2 separate regions of the Pan troglodytes genome follow, and region 2 is linked to region 1. The links are chromatin contacts, called in public HiChIP or PLAC-seq maps. All regions are on one chromosome and are shown on one strand. Each heading gives the region's core, a stretch centred on a gene start, on an enhancer-like site or on the middle of the called end of the contact. The rest is flanking DNA. Distances are from core to core; before and after follow the strand shown. Region 1 holds the start of ZNF670 (zinc finger protein 670). Region 2 holds the start of AHCTF1 (AT-hook containing transcription factor 1).

What was found. HiChIP or PLAC-seq counts read pairs in DNA pulled down with a chosen protein or histone mark.
Region 2: a contact with region 1 is called in an H3K4me3 HiChIP or PLAC-seq map of stem cell-derived excitatory neurons, with 3 times the contacts expected there. The contact joins the promoter of AHCTF1 here to the promoter of ZNF670 in region 1. A contact is called at or near these places in 1 of 7 Hi-C or Micro-C datasets (stem cell-derived neural progenitor cells) and 1 of 1 datasets of contacts at active chromatin or transcription factors (stem cell-derived excitatory neurons).

The regions. Positions count from the first base shown.
Region 1 is chr1:2,028,147-2,035,346 of NHGRI_mPanTro3-v2.0_pri, reverse strand. It overlaps ZNF670 (zinc finger protein 670), which reads right to left and starts at 3,726. Exons shown (of 4, transcript XM_009441815.5): 1 at 3,439-3,726. The coding sequence starts at 3,441.
Region 2 is chr1:2,180,176-2,186,948 of NHGRI_mPanTro3-v2.0_pri, reverse strand. It overlaps AHCTF1 (AT-hook containing transcription factor 1), which reads right to left and starts at 3,406. Exons shown (of 36, transcript XM_024353009.3): 1 at 2,964-3,406.

The sequences.
Region 1 (7,200 bases), core at 2,477-4,976:
ATATAATAAATATGTAATTTATTTATTATTTCCATGATAACAAATCATCTCCAGGAGTTGCCAAGTCCTATCCCATAAAACTTAGCATTAAACTCCAATGTCCAGATAACAGGATAAAAAACAGGGTTATCCACTGTTATAAATTCTCCACCCTGCAAAAAGGAGGCACTGATGTTTTGATAAATATTTATAATTCACCAATTTATCTACAACACTTGCTTGTGGAAATGTATTCATTTTTCTGCAGCCATAATGGAAAAGAGATTTTTCATATTTTTCCCTGGTAACATTTTGATATAGTTTGGCTGTGTCCCTACTCAAATCTCATCTTGAATTGTAACTCCCACAATTCCCACACATGGGAGGAACCTGGTGGGAGGTAATTGAATCATGGGGGCAGGTCTTTCCCCTGCTGTTCTGGTGACAGCAAATACGTTTCATGAGATCTGATGGTTTTAAAAACTGGAGTTTCCCTGCACAAGCTCTCTCTCTCTCTGCCTGCAGCCATCCACGTAAGACGTGACTTGCTCCTTGTTGCCTTCCGCATGATTGTCAGGCTTCCCCAGCCATGTGGAAATATAAGTCCTTTAAATCTCTTTCTCTTATAAATTGCCCAGCCTCAGGTATGTCTTTATCAGCAGCATGAAAACAAACTAATACACATTCCCAAAGCAAAGTCCTAGAATTCCATTTGAAATCTCCCTCAAAAAAGAACAGACTTGAGAAACTTACTACACTCACTCTGGGGAAGAAAAAGGTTAACAAGAATTTTTAACAAATGGAATATGAATAGATTTTTGCCCCCCTGAAATCCACCTCTTTCTTGTCTCTTTGGAAATTTTTTTTTAATCTTTCAAGCTCTATGAATAAAACATATTTTAAAATTAATGAAAAACTGAAACTGAACTAAGTGAATAAATCTTTTCAAGGCAATAAACTCAGGGAGGGGTCATGCTGACAGAACACAGACATCTCTGGGTCAAGAGTCAGGTCAGGTCACTGCATCACTTTGGAGATCCTCACAGGCCCATTCTCCTCACAGAAATACTCAATGACCACCCTCCCAAGAGACACTGTACTGTGCCCCACTGTGTGCTTGAATTTTTTTTTTTTTTTGGGACGCAGTCTTGCTCTGTCGCCCAGGCTGGAGTGCAGTGGCGTGATCTCGGCTCACTGCAAGCTCTGCCTCCTGGGTTCACGCCATTCTCCTGCCTCAGCCTCCTGAGTAGCTGGGACTACAGGCGCCCGCCACCATGCCCGGCTAATTTTTTGTATTTTTAGTAGAGATGGGGTTTCATCGCGTTAGCCAGGATGATCTCAATCTCCTGACCTCGTGATCCGCCCGCCTCTGCCTCCCAAAGTGCTGGGATTACAGGCGTGAGCCACCACACCTGGCCTGTGTGCCTGAATTTCTAAGCCCCTTTCTGCCTAAACTTTAACAAGCTTGCAGCTCTTATACCTGGTGTTTTTCCCCATTGCAATATTTTAGAATAAACTCTCTCTCTCTCTTTTTTTTTTCTTTTTGAGACTGAGTCTCCCTCAGTCACCCAGGCTGGAGTGCAGTGGCACCATCTCAGCTCACTGCAACCTCCACCTCCTGGCCTCAAGTGATTCTCCTGCCTCAGCCTCCTGAGTAGCTGGGATTACAGGCATGCACCACCAGACTGGGCTAATTTTTGTATTTTTAGTAGAGACAGTGTTTTGCCATACTGGCAAGGCTGGTCTCAAACTCCTGACCTCAAGTGATCTGCCCCCCTTGGCCTCCCAAAATGCTGGGATTACAGGCGTGGGCCACCACGCCCAGCCAACTCTCTTCTTACATAATTCTGATGATGGTGCTTTTCTGGTTCTTGCACCACCTCGCTGGGGTGGGTATTCCTTGTCCTTTGAGATAGTTTTTCTCCTTTCCCAAGTCCGAGAAAATCCAGAGCGCAGGAATCATTTCTAGATTTTTCCCTTAATACCAGCATCTGACTGGCTGCCACCAACGTGTCTCCAAGGAATGATGAAAACTGGGGTTGGAGGAAGAAAATCCCAATGCACCAGGGATTTGTTTTTTAAACGAAGAGTATACTAGGAGACGTCTCTCAACTCCAGGGCACCCAGATGCTGCCTGGAGAGGCTCTACTCCCATATTTTAAACTGTCCTCTGTGAGGAGATGACCCAGGAGAAGGTATTCATTAGACACTCCAAGAGATCTGGCTGCTAAACAGAGGACCGAGAAAAGATATGAGGGTGGCTGAGGACATATCACCCTCCAAAGTTTCCAAAAGGGAACTTCACCCCAAAGATACTCTGGTAAGATGTGCACACTCAAAAAAGATAAAATTAGGAGATGCACAAAGACTTTTTTTTTCTACAATTAACTGTCAGGTGATTATTTTCTGCTTTCCACTCATGAGTAACGTTCAGAAATATTTTAAGAGTGAAAACAAATATTTTCAGAATGACTCACTACTCTAAAAAAAATAACACACTTCAGCTGTATGAAATGTACAATAAAAGACAAATACTTGATAATGTTGCATTTGAATATAGGAAAAGAATTGGAAATTTAGGGTTTTACTACAAGCCCCAGAAGAGTTAGGCTGTGGGAACAGGGTCGTTGATGTGAGATCCTGTTGCCATACACTTAGAAATGTGGAGTGTTATGTGAAAATAATTAAACACAGGCACTAGGGAGACTGAGGTGGGGGGATCGCTTGAGCCCGAGTCCAAGACTCCATCATACACATGTACATACACACATGAATGAATAAACAACCAACCAAAACGTAACTCATGCTTGTCTTGTAAATTAATAACTTAAAGGGAAACAAAACAGCCTTAAACAACCACGAACCCACCAATTAACCTCTGGTTACATAACCAGGAGATATCTGGCTGCACAGTCTATATGGGGTGACTACATAACTGTACACGATCAATTATTTAATTGGGTTTGCTTCCTCGGGTTCCTTACAAAAAACCCTTTCCTTCCCCAAACCACAAACCACGCTGGTGGCTTCCTAACTCACGACTCTCTGCTCAAATAAACTCCTTAATATTTTAACGGCGCCTCAGTTTTCTTTCTAACAGGAGAAAGGAGGATTTGGAGACTTCACAGACCACAGCTCCTCCCACGCAGGAACCCCGAACCCCAAGTCGGGACTCTCCCCTGAGGACCCTCCCGTCGGCACCGCACGATCCGAGGGAGATGCGGGTCTGCAGGGGCAGAGCTGCCCAGAAAGGGTTCCGGGCCTGGCCGAAGCGGCGGGGCAGGGACAAGCCAGGCGGCCCGGGGTCTGGCTGCGGGTCCAGCCCCGCATCCTGTGCCACTAAGGCCGCGAGGCGCCGGCGGAAACTCGGGTCGGCACCGCGCGGAGGTCCGGGTTCGCCACAACCGCTTCCTGCGGGTTCCCTTTCCCCTTCCCGAGATACCTGGCCGGCACACTCACCATTTCCCAGTCTCCGGTGTCTGGGGTCCTCCCTAAGGACCTTCCGGGACCTGCAGGTCCCAGAGCAACAGAAGCTGCCGCGGGACCACTTGGACCTCCCAGGGATAAGGGGAAGGAGCAGCGGAGACGCACCGAGCTCGCCACATTCGCGCTGCCCAACACAAAAGCCCCGCCACGGCCCGGAAGCTGCTCCCTCCTTTCGCGGCGCGCTTGAGAGTACAGTCCCCTTCCCAGCGCCCGATTGGACAGGGCCTTAGGCCCCGCCCCTTCAGTCCTGAGTGACGGGAGATGCAATCAGACACGGCGCTGAGTGAGGCCAGGTTCTTTCCTTGCAGTCCTTTTCTAAGGCATGGATTCTGCCCTGTGCTGAGACCTGGCGCCCCCTGGGGGACTTTCCCATTCAAGCTTATACACAAGATTATGTCCATTTATGAGTAATATTTGTGATATTTACAATTGGAAACACTATGATGACAATTATTCTAAAATTTCAGATTTCACAACCTTCCTGGCCTCTGGTCTTTGGAGGAGGCAGCCTGAATTTTTTTTTTTTTCTTGCTTCTAGTGGGATTAGAGGCAGCTTGAATTTTGAAAAGACAATGTCCTCTCAGGTAGCAACGCCCCATAGAAATAAAATGTGAGCCGCGTGTGTTCTAGTAGCAATAGAAAAGAAAACAACACGTGAAATTGATTACAATGATTTATTTAACCAAATATAGCCAAAAATATTGTTTCAATATATGATCGATGTTAAGCTCGCGCCTAATTGAAGAGACTACCCAAACAGGTTAAGTGTGAGCAACAAGGCTAGTTTATTCACTCGGGTGCGAGCGGGCTGAGTCCGAAAAGAGGGTCAGCGGAGGGTCGTGGGATTGGAGTTAGTTTTATAGGTGAGGGGTAAGCAGTGGAAAGTTACAGTCAGGGGCCGTTTATTACCGGGAGGGGAAGAATGTCACAAAGTACATTGTCACAAGAGGGAGGGGTCACAGTGTCACTAGGCTGATTGATCAGTTAGGGTAGTGCACGTCACAACGGTAAAATGCTGCAAGGTTGGCTAATCAGTTACGACAGAAACTAGCCGTTTTTCTTCCTTTGTGGTTTTCCTGTTGTCCCGGACTTTCTGGCTCCAGGAGACCTTCTGGGTGTACACGTGTGGGTCACAGGGATCACAATGGCTTGACCATGGCGCAGCCTGCTCAGACGGCCTTACAATCGATATAATATTATTAATGAAGTATTTGGGTGGGTGCTAAATCCTTCAAAATCACTCTATATATTAAGCTTCCAGCATGTTTCAATTCAGACTGCACATTTGGATACACGTGTCTGGTTTTACCACTTAATTTTAAGGTTGTTCGATGGGTCCGGGAATGTCTGCCCGTTCCTTTCATGTAACTGTTCATTATTTATTGATTACTATTTCTTAATTTCACTTATCTCAGTGAGAGTTGCCAAATAGTGGTTTTCTAATTATTTTCTCTACAGGTATTAGTTCTCATTCTTCTATTAAAAATTGCGTTTTCTCATGAACTCTCTCCATTACATTAAAAACTAGCCTATTAGGAAAGGAAGAATAAAAGCTTGATTCTCCCTTTAATCAATTGTCATAATAATGACGGCGTGGCCTCAGCAAACAAAAAAAAGTGAGTGATTTTTTTCTAACCTTATTTTTTGTGTATTTAATGAGATTCCATACACTGCAGTCTGTATCTATTTTTTGAGCTCAAATTATACCTTTTTTTTTTTTTTTTTTTTTTTGAGACCGAGTCTCACTCTGTTGCCCAGGCTGGAGTGCAGTGTGGCATGATCTCGGCTCACTGCAACCTCTGCCCCCCGGATTCAAGCGATTCTCGTGCCTCAGCCTCCTGAGCAGCTGGGACTACAGGCACCCGCCACCTCTCCCGGCTAATTTTTTGTATTTTTAGTAGAGACGGGGTTTCACTGTGTTAGCCAGTATGGTCTCGATCTCCTGACCTCGTGATCCGCCCGCCTCGGCCTCCCAAAGTGCTGGGATTACAGGCGTGAGCCACCGCGCCCGGCCGCACCCTTTTTTGTTAAAGGCATGTTAGGTAGGTAAGTATTCACTTCTTGCTTACGTGACAATTTTTGCCAGGTCCATTAGTATTTATTTCATTATTTTTGGCTCTACTCAAGCTGTGGAAATTTTGCTCTCATCTTCGTAAATTATCTCTTTTTTTTCTCTTATTTTTAATGTTTTCCTTCTCTTTGGTGTTATGCACCTTGACTATTATTTAAGTAATTTTTTTGACACATTGCATTTCTGAATTCAAGGATTTATGTCTGATGTTCAATTTTAAAAACTTATAAATCACCGACTCTTTGAGTACTTACTTGAATTATTTTAATATAGTCTAGAAAAACAATTAGATTTGTTTTATTCTCTCTCATTTCACTTCTATGTTTAATTATATTTGTATTTTATATTTTTTCTCCTTCTACTATATTTATTTTGCTCAATATACCAGTTAAGTAATGTTCTCATCAGCTCAGAATAACTTAACATTTAACCCATATGTTGTATATTAAGCATATTAATTACATTTTCAATTATTTACTTCATATTTAGCTCTTTTCCAAATATGGCTTGTCAAGCGGAGAGTTTCTTGTTCTTTGCACACTATTATATTTTTTCTATTTCCCTCATTGTATTGAAAAACATTTTAAATGTAAGTTCTATAACTGTAACATAAGTTGTAATTCGGATCTCCCTTACGGGCGCAATCACTTTTGAAATGTCTGCCGTCAGCTTATGTGTTTTTCCATTTGCTTTATGGCAATGGGAAATCTACATGGATGTGGTATATGTGTGATCACCAATATATAAAAGAAACGCTTCCTTTTTTTTTTGCATTTTTTAATTATACTTTAAGTTCTGGGGTACATGTGCAGAACATGCAGTTTTGTTACATAGGTATACACGTGCCATGGTGGTTTGCTGCACCCATCAACCCATCATCTACATTAGGTATTTATTTCTCCTGATGCTATCCCTCCCCTAGCCCCCATCCCCCAACAGGCTCTGGTATGTAATGTTCCCCTCCCTGCATCCATGTGTTCTCACTGTTCAACTCCCACCTATGAGTGAGTTGAACCAAGTGGTCCTTGGTTTTCTGTTCTTGTGATAGTTTGCTGAGAATGATGGTTTCCAGCTTCATCCATGTCCCTGCAAAGGACACGAACTCATCTTTTTTATGGTTGCATAGTATTCCTTGGTGCATATGTACCACATTTTCTTTATCCACTCTATCATTGATGGGCATTTGGGTTGGTTCCAAGTCTAACATTACAACAGAATACTACTCAGCGATACCAAGGAACAAAAACAACTGAAGAGCATGCCCTAGATGAGCCTCATGAATGTGCTGAGTGAGACAGCTGGACATAATATCTTTTGTATGATTACAGGCAAAGTAAACCTATAGTAAGAAAAAAGAAAAATAAAAAAATCAGGACAGAGACAGTCCTGTGAAGAATATCAGTGTTAGTTTAATGGGAATAGCATTGAATCCAAAAATTGCTTTGGGCAGTGTGGCCATTTTAATGATATTGATTCTTCTTATCCATGAGCATGGAATGTTTTTCCATTTGTTTGTGTCATCTCTGGTTTCTTTAGCAGGGGTTTGTAGTTCTCCTTGTGCAGATCTTTCACCTCCCTAGTAAGCTGTATTCCTAGGTGTTTTATTCTTTTTGTGGCAATTGTGAATGGGAGTTCATTTATGATTTTGCTCTGTTTGACTGTTG
Region 2 (6,773 bases), core at 2,157-4,656, 150 kb before region 1:
AAAATTACTAGGCCAGATACTAAAAACAGAATACTATAAATCAGTTTTCTGTGTGAAATACACAAATTCCTGCAGTAACTGAATTCCACCACAGAAAATGGAACTCTAATCTAGTTCAACAATTATATTGCAACATGTACCAAGCAAACATTTCTATAAACCACTTTGTATGCAATGGTACTTTTTTTCTTTTTGACTAATAAAAAGACGAATTGTCATTTAAATGTAAACTACCAGTGGACCCAGAAACTTCAAGCCTTTCAGAAATTTCTTTCCAACTTAATTCAAACATTTTAAAATCACAAACTACTTTTAAAACACCGTGTTAGTAAAGGAATGCAAGGTCAAGAAGATAACCTTCTTCCTGACTTTAAGGAGTTTACAATCTAGAAAAGGAGATACATAGTCAATTATCAGAGTATCAGACACAAAGAATAAATGCTACTACAATAGAGGTACATATGCTGTGAGATCCCAGTAAAAAAGTGGGATAAGGGGAAATAAAAGAGTACAGTGGGCTGGGTGCAGTGGTTCACGCCTGTAATCCCAGCACTTTGGTTGGCCGAGGTGGGCAGATCGTCTGAGCTCAGGAGTTCGAGATCACCCTGGGCAACATGGTGAAACCCCGTCTCTACTAAAATACAAAAAATTAGCCGAGTGTGGCGGCGCGTTCCTGTAGTCCCAGCTACTCGGGAGGCTGAGGCACAAGAATCGCTTGAGCCCTGGAGGCGAAGGTTGCAGTGAGCCAAGATCACGCCATTGCACTCTAGCTTGGGCTACAAAGTGAGACTCCGTCTCAAAAAAATAAAAATAAAAATAAAAATAATACAGTGAAAACATTGGATTTAGAAGGAGGACCTGAAATTTGAGAATTTAAAAAAGGAAAGATGGCACTCCAGGATGAAGGACATGAGCAAAGACACATCAGAGTGTAAACATCTCTTCCACAGAATGAGTCCAGGATGATGACGATTCTGGAATAGCAAAAGCATAAAATTTGTTAACATATGAGGATAGATAGTAGCATATACTTATTGTAGAGACCCTTGAGCTAACCGAGGGAAGTTACACTTCATTCTGGGAAGAAAGAAAAGTCCCTGAAAATATTAAAGGTAGGCGTGAAAGACACAACGTTTTGCTTCCTCTTAAAATATATCTGTACCAGCCGGGCGCGGTGGCTCACGCCTGTAATCCCAGCACTCTGGGAGGCCAAGGCGGGCGGATCACGAGGTCAGAAGTTCAAGACCAGCCTGGCCAATATGGTGAAACCCCGTCTCTACTAAAAATACAAAAATTAGCCGGGTGTGGTGGCGTGCGCCTGTAATCCCAGCTACTCAGGAGGCTGAGGCAGGAGAATCGCTTGAACCTGGGAGACGGAGGTTGCAGTGAGCCAAGATTGTGCCATTGCACTCCAGCCTGGGCAACAGAGCAAGACCCCGTCTCAAAAAAAAAAAAAAAAGTATCTGTACCTATGAAAAAGGAGAAGCATAAAAAGAAAAAAAAAGTCTCAAAACTGATGTATAACGATCTTTTTTATTTTATTTTAGCAACAGGGTCTCGCTCTGTCACACAGGCTGGAGTGCAGCGGCGCGATCCTAGCTCACTGCAACCCTCGAACTCTCAGTTTGAGGCTGAAGCTCAAACGTTCCCCCCGCCTCAGCCTCCCAAGTGGGCGCGCGACTAGAGGCGCCACCAATTCCCGGTTGACACGATGTTTTACAATTTTTTTTAAGATAATTATTGTTGTTTGCAAACTCGTGACAGCTTGGTAGTATGTTACTGAAGGATCAGGATCCAAAAATCACAGTACAGAGACAACGTAGACTTCCCATAGCGCTTGGCACACTTAAGACATCCCTTCAAGTATTAACCTTAACTGGGCTTGTCATCCCAGGTCAAATCCTCCGAAATAAGTAAACCACTCTAATTTCTTCTCTCCTAAGAGACTCTATCAGTGAAAGCTCACAAAAAAACAGTTTAAAAAAAAAAGGGGGGTCTCGCCATGTTGCTCAGGCTGGTCTCAAACTCCTGGGCTCAAGCGATCCTCCCGCCTCAGCCTCTCAAAGTGCTGGGATTACAGACAGGAGCCACTGCGCCCAGCCAAAGACAGTTCTTAAAATCTACAGGTTCTTTAGGATATTCTGAGAATAAATATCGTTTAGGATTTCCCCAAAGGATTTACGTTTTGTTCTATGAAGAACCCAGTTCTTCCAAAAATTTCTACAACTGACGATTTGGAAATAAAAGTAACGCTCATCTCATAAAACTTTGCACACAGATAGTATGAACCTCGTAAGCTTTGAGAACAAAATTTCCCCATCTCTCAAAACAAAACACCCAAACCAAAACAGTCAACCAGTGGCAAAAGAAACCGTCCTCAGTTTCCCAGGTGGGAAAAAGGAAGGCAAAGCACCCCAAGATGTGCTTTTATTTTAAATCTCCTTGATCTGACCAATTGGGTGAGCTGGAACCTCACGGCTGAGCCCCGAGTCCAACTTCTTCCCCGCCAGGACTACTCACTGTGGCCAGGCCCAAGCGCATGTGGAACACACGCCAACACAGGACAGGCTCAGCACGCCGGCCACTTCCCTCGGGGAAAGGCCCGCCAACGAGTCCATCGCGTGGGAGAACAGTGGGAAAGGGTCGCGGCCCCGGTCGTCCGTAAAGGGACCCGACTGCCGGCGCAGGACGCGAACCACCAGCGCCGCTCCGCCGCCATGTGCCACCGCTCCTCCGGTCCGAGATTATGTAACGAAGCCCGGCGCCCGCGAGCCTGCCGTACCCGCCACCGCCAGCGCTCGCCCCCTGGAGCCCCATCCGTTGGCCCCGCGCACGCCCGGCCTAGGCCCGGCGCTCGCGGGGCAGAAGCCCCGCCGCCGCCGCCGCCGCCGCCGCCGCGGGTCCAGGCCGCGCGACCCGCCCTCCGCCGCGCGGGCCCAACCCCCTCCCTCCCTTCCCCCTACCTGAACAGGGCGGGTGAGCGCCGCGGGCCGAGTCCACCGGGTCGCCAGGCCAGGCGCGAGCTCCTCCCGTGCGGGTCCGTCACAGCATCTCCCGGGAGACGTGGCCGCCACGGGCCGGGCTCACACCCCTCCGCCCGGCTGAAGCCGCTCCTCTGCGCTCCGGCCGCCGCCTGCGACCTCCCTGGCCCTCAGAGCCACACGCCCCCGAGAGTGCCTTCGCGGGCTGTAGGCCTGCAGGCCGCTCAGCGGCTAAAACGCAGTCGCTGCTCCCGCCGCGCTTCTGGGTCCTTCCCCTTGCAACGCTGCCTGCTCGCCTCGGACAGCGCCGGCCCCGCTCTGCGCATTACCCTGCACCGACAAAACCGAGTTCCACACGCCCCGGAAGGGAGGGAGCAGAGGAAAGGGCGGAGAGGGAGGGGAGAACCGGCGGGAGATCGCGGCTGCAGGGACCAGAGTTCTCGCGATGGTTCCGCGCTGTAGCGCCGGCTCCGCGGGAATTTTGAAACTCTCGGTGAAAGAAGGAGGTGGGAGGGAAAGGGAGGAAAGAGAAGCAGGGCCTGGAAGGGCGGATCATTTACAAAAAATCGGGTCTCTCCGCCTCCGAGGAGCTGGTGGGGAGAAAGACTACGAGTCCCACAGTGCCTTGCGCGTGAAGCCGCCCTGGCGGCCCCGGCGGCGCGCCCCGTGCGCAGTTGGGAGTGGTAGTCTTCGCTGGGGGTCGCGCCGGGCTCTGCCAGCCGCCTGCTGCGATTGCAGGCGGACTCTCTTGTCACGTAATCGTGTGGCCCTGCCAGCTGGGGGCCGAGTGATAATCTTTCTCCCATAATTGGCAGCTTGCATTCTGTATTTTCTGTTCTGTGCTCCCACTTTTCTTTTTTTTTCTTTTTTTTGGAGACGGAGTCTTGCTCTGTTGCCCAGGCTGGAGTGCAGTGGCACGATCTTGGCTCACTACAACCTGTGCTCCCGCTTTTCATGCCAAAGGTGGGCTTCCAGACTTCTGGGGAAACGCTTTTTCCACCGTGCTGTTTTTTCTAGCATCCTCCTGTGCTTTCATGGCCAAAAATGCTCGCGCAGCCTAGCCTAATCTTTTTAGTCAAAATTTTACCCCAAATCACTGTTATCTTTTTGGTCACCGCGGGTTTTCATTGTGGAATTTCTTATTTCTTGTTAGTATCTTCCTTTAAAGCAAATCCCAGCGCCAAACATGTTTCAAACAGATAGGGAACGTATCCTTAATACTAAGTAGTAAGTAAAAGGATTATAACATGAGGTAGAGTAGGGATTTTAAGAAGATGCTCTTTTATCAGGAAAGTTTCTACTTTTCTGTTACCTTTCATATGTGCTTTTTAATTTTTTTTATTTTTGAGACAGTGTCTCGCTCTGTCGCCCAGGCTGGAGTGCAGTGGTGTAATCAAGGCTCACAGCAGCCTCGAACTCGTGGGCTCAAATGATCCTCCTACCTCAGCCCTCCAAGTAGCTGGGACTATGGGCATGGACCACCATGCGCCACTACGTCCCATTAATTTTTTTATTTTATTTTATTTATTTATTTATTTATTTATTTGAGACGGAGTCTCGCTCTGTCACCAGGCTGGAGTGCAGTGGCACAATCTCGGCTCACTGCAACCTCTGCCTCCCAGGTTCAAGAGGTTCTCCTGTCTCAGCCTCCAGAGTAGCTAGGACTACAGGTGTGCGCCACCATGCCCAGCTGATTTTTGTATTTTTAGTAGAGACAGGGTTTCACCATGTTGGCCAGGATGGTCTTGAACTCTTGACCTCGTGATCCACCTGCCTCAGCCTCCCAAAGTGCTGGGATTATAGGCGTGAGCCACCGCGCCCGGCCTTATTTTTTATTTTTTGTAGAGACTGTCTCACTGTGTTACCCAAGCTGGTCTCTACTCCTGGGCTCAAGAGATCCTCCTGCCTCAGCCTCTCAACGTGCTGGGATTACAGACATGAGCCACCATGCCCAGCGTATTTTTATTTTTGTAGAGACTGTGTCTTGCTGTGTTGCTCAGACTGGAGTGCATGGCTATTCGCAGGCACTATGGCCTCATCAGTGCCACTGCTGCCTCCAACTTCTAGGCTCAAGCTATCCTCCCACCTCAGCTTCCCGAGCAGCTGGGACTACAGGCATGGATATCATGCCTGGCCCATATTCTTTCAGAGATAATGCTGCCTTTTGGAAATGTAATTTTCTTTTTTCTGTAATTTTTGTTTCTTTAGTAACAGCAACCTCCATACATATCATGTTTGTTTGCACAAGGTATTGGACCAAGTTGTGATAGAAACAGTTAAAAAGAGTACTGCTTTTGCAGTAGGAGGTTTGGGGTTCGTTGTCTTAATTATTTTAAAGAGATCTCTTCAAACAGAAACCACCCTCTGTTGGATGTGCTGATTTATGTCACATGCTCCATATTCTACACTTTCTTTGGCACTGTTTTATGCCCAGTTCATGAGTACTGTACCTCTCGATAGTCAGAAGACATGAATTATCAACTCAGGTGTGCTGCTAGTGAGCTGTGTGACATTAGGAAAATCAAGTGACCTCTCTGGGCTTCAGTTATCAGATGTGTAGAGCAAGGGATTGACTGATTCATTAGACAGATATTTATTAACTTTGCTCTAAGAGCCCTTCCAGTTGTGAAATTCAAAAATCTATTTTAATTGCACATATTATCCAGATTGACTGTCTACATAGTCTTTCAGATTTTAATCCTTTCCATCATTATCAACAGAATGATTTCTGTATCATTGTCTATATTTTTACTATTTACTTATTTTGAGACAGGGTCTTGCTCTGTTACCCAGGCTGGAGTGCAGTGGCACAATCTCGGGTCACTGTAGCCTTGACCTCCTGGGCTCAAGCAGTCCTACCTCAGCCTCCCAAATAGCTGGGACTACAGGTGCATACCACCACTCCTAGCTAATTTTTGCATTTTTTGTAGAGACAGGGTTTCATCATGTTACCCAGGCTGGTCTCAAACTCATGGGCTCAAGTGATCTGCTGGACTCAGCCTTCCAAAGTGCTGGAATTACAGACGTGAGCCACTGGCCTGGCCTGTGTAATTGTCCATAATCTAGACCAACTCTACCTGTCGTATTTTATTTCCCTATATAGTTCCTGAGAGCTTTGTTTTGTTTTGTTTTGTTTTTTAACTCTCCAAACCTGTTTTCTCTTTCAGTGTCTCCCAGCCTCTTCTCTCCCTGAGTAAATCTTAACATCCCTCAGGGGCCAGCTCAAGCCTCTTTCCTCTTCCCAATCTTTTCTTCAGCTTCAGCCCACGTGAATCACTAAAAACTTGAGCGAAATATGCTGTCTGAATTGTTTCATGTCTGTTTCCCTTTTTGCCTCTGACTCTCTCCATCCACCCACCATCTCCATCTCCCAGCTGCACTGGGAGCACAGACTGTATCTTTTTAAAATGCTTCCCCCATAACTGCTAGTTTTTTATTTTAGTTGCTTTGCAAACTGAATTTCCAATTTAAAGCTCTCATTCAATCCTTTTTCTTCTTTCTTTCAGTCATTTAACTAAGAAAATACCAGATTATTTTAATTGGTTTCAAGAGATGTTAATAAGTGTTAAATGAAGAAAAATCTAGATTTGGTAATCAAATGAGTTTGGGGGAAAAGCTGATTAAATAAAAATAAAAATGTATTTTCTGTAAGACTTCACTGGCTTTAATATGCTTGGCATTCCCCAGAGTTGCTTGACCATGGCATCCATTTGCACTTGTGTAACATCTTGCCTTATTAGTGCTTCACAGAATAGACTCTGGTAAACACGGCTTCAAAGCTTTCTCTCACTG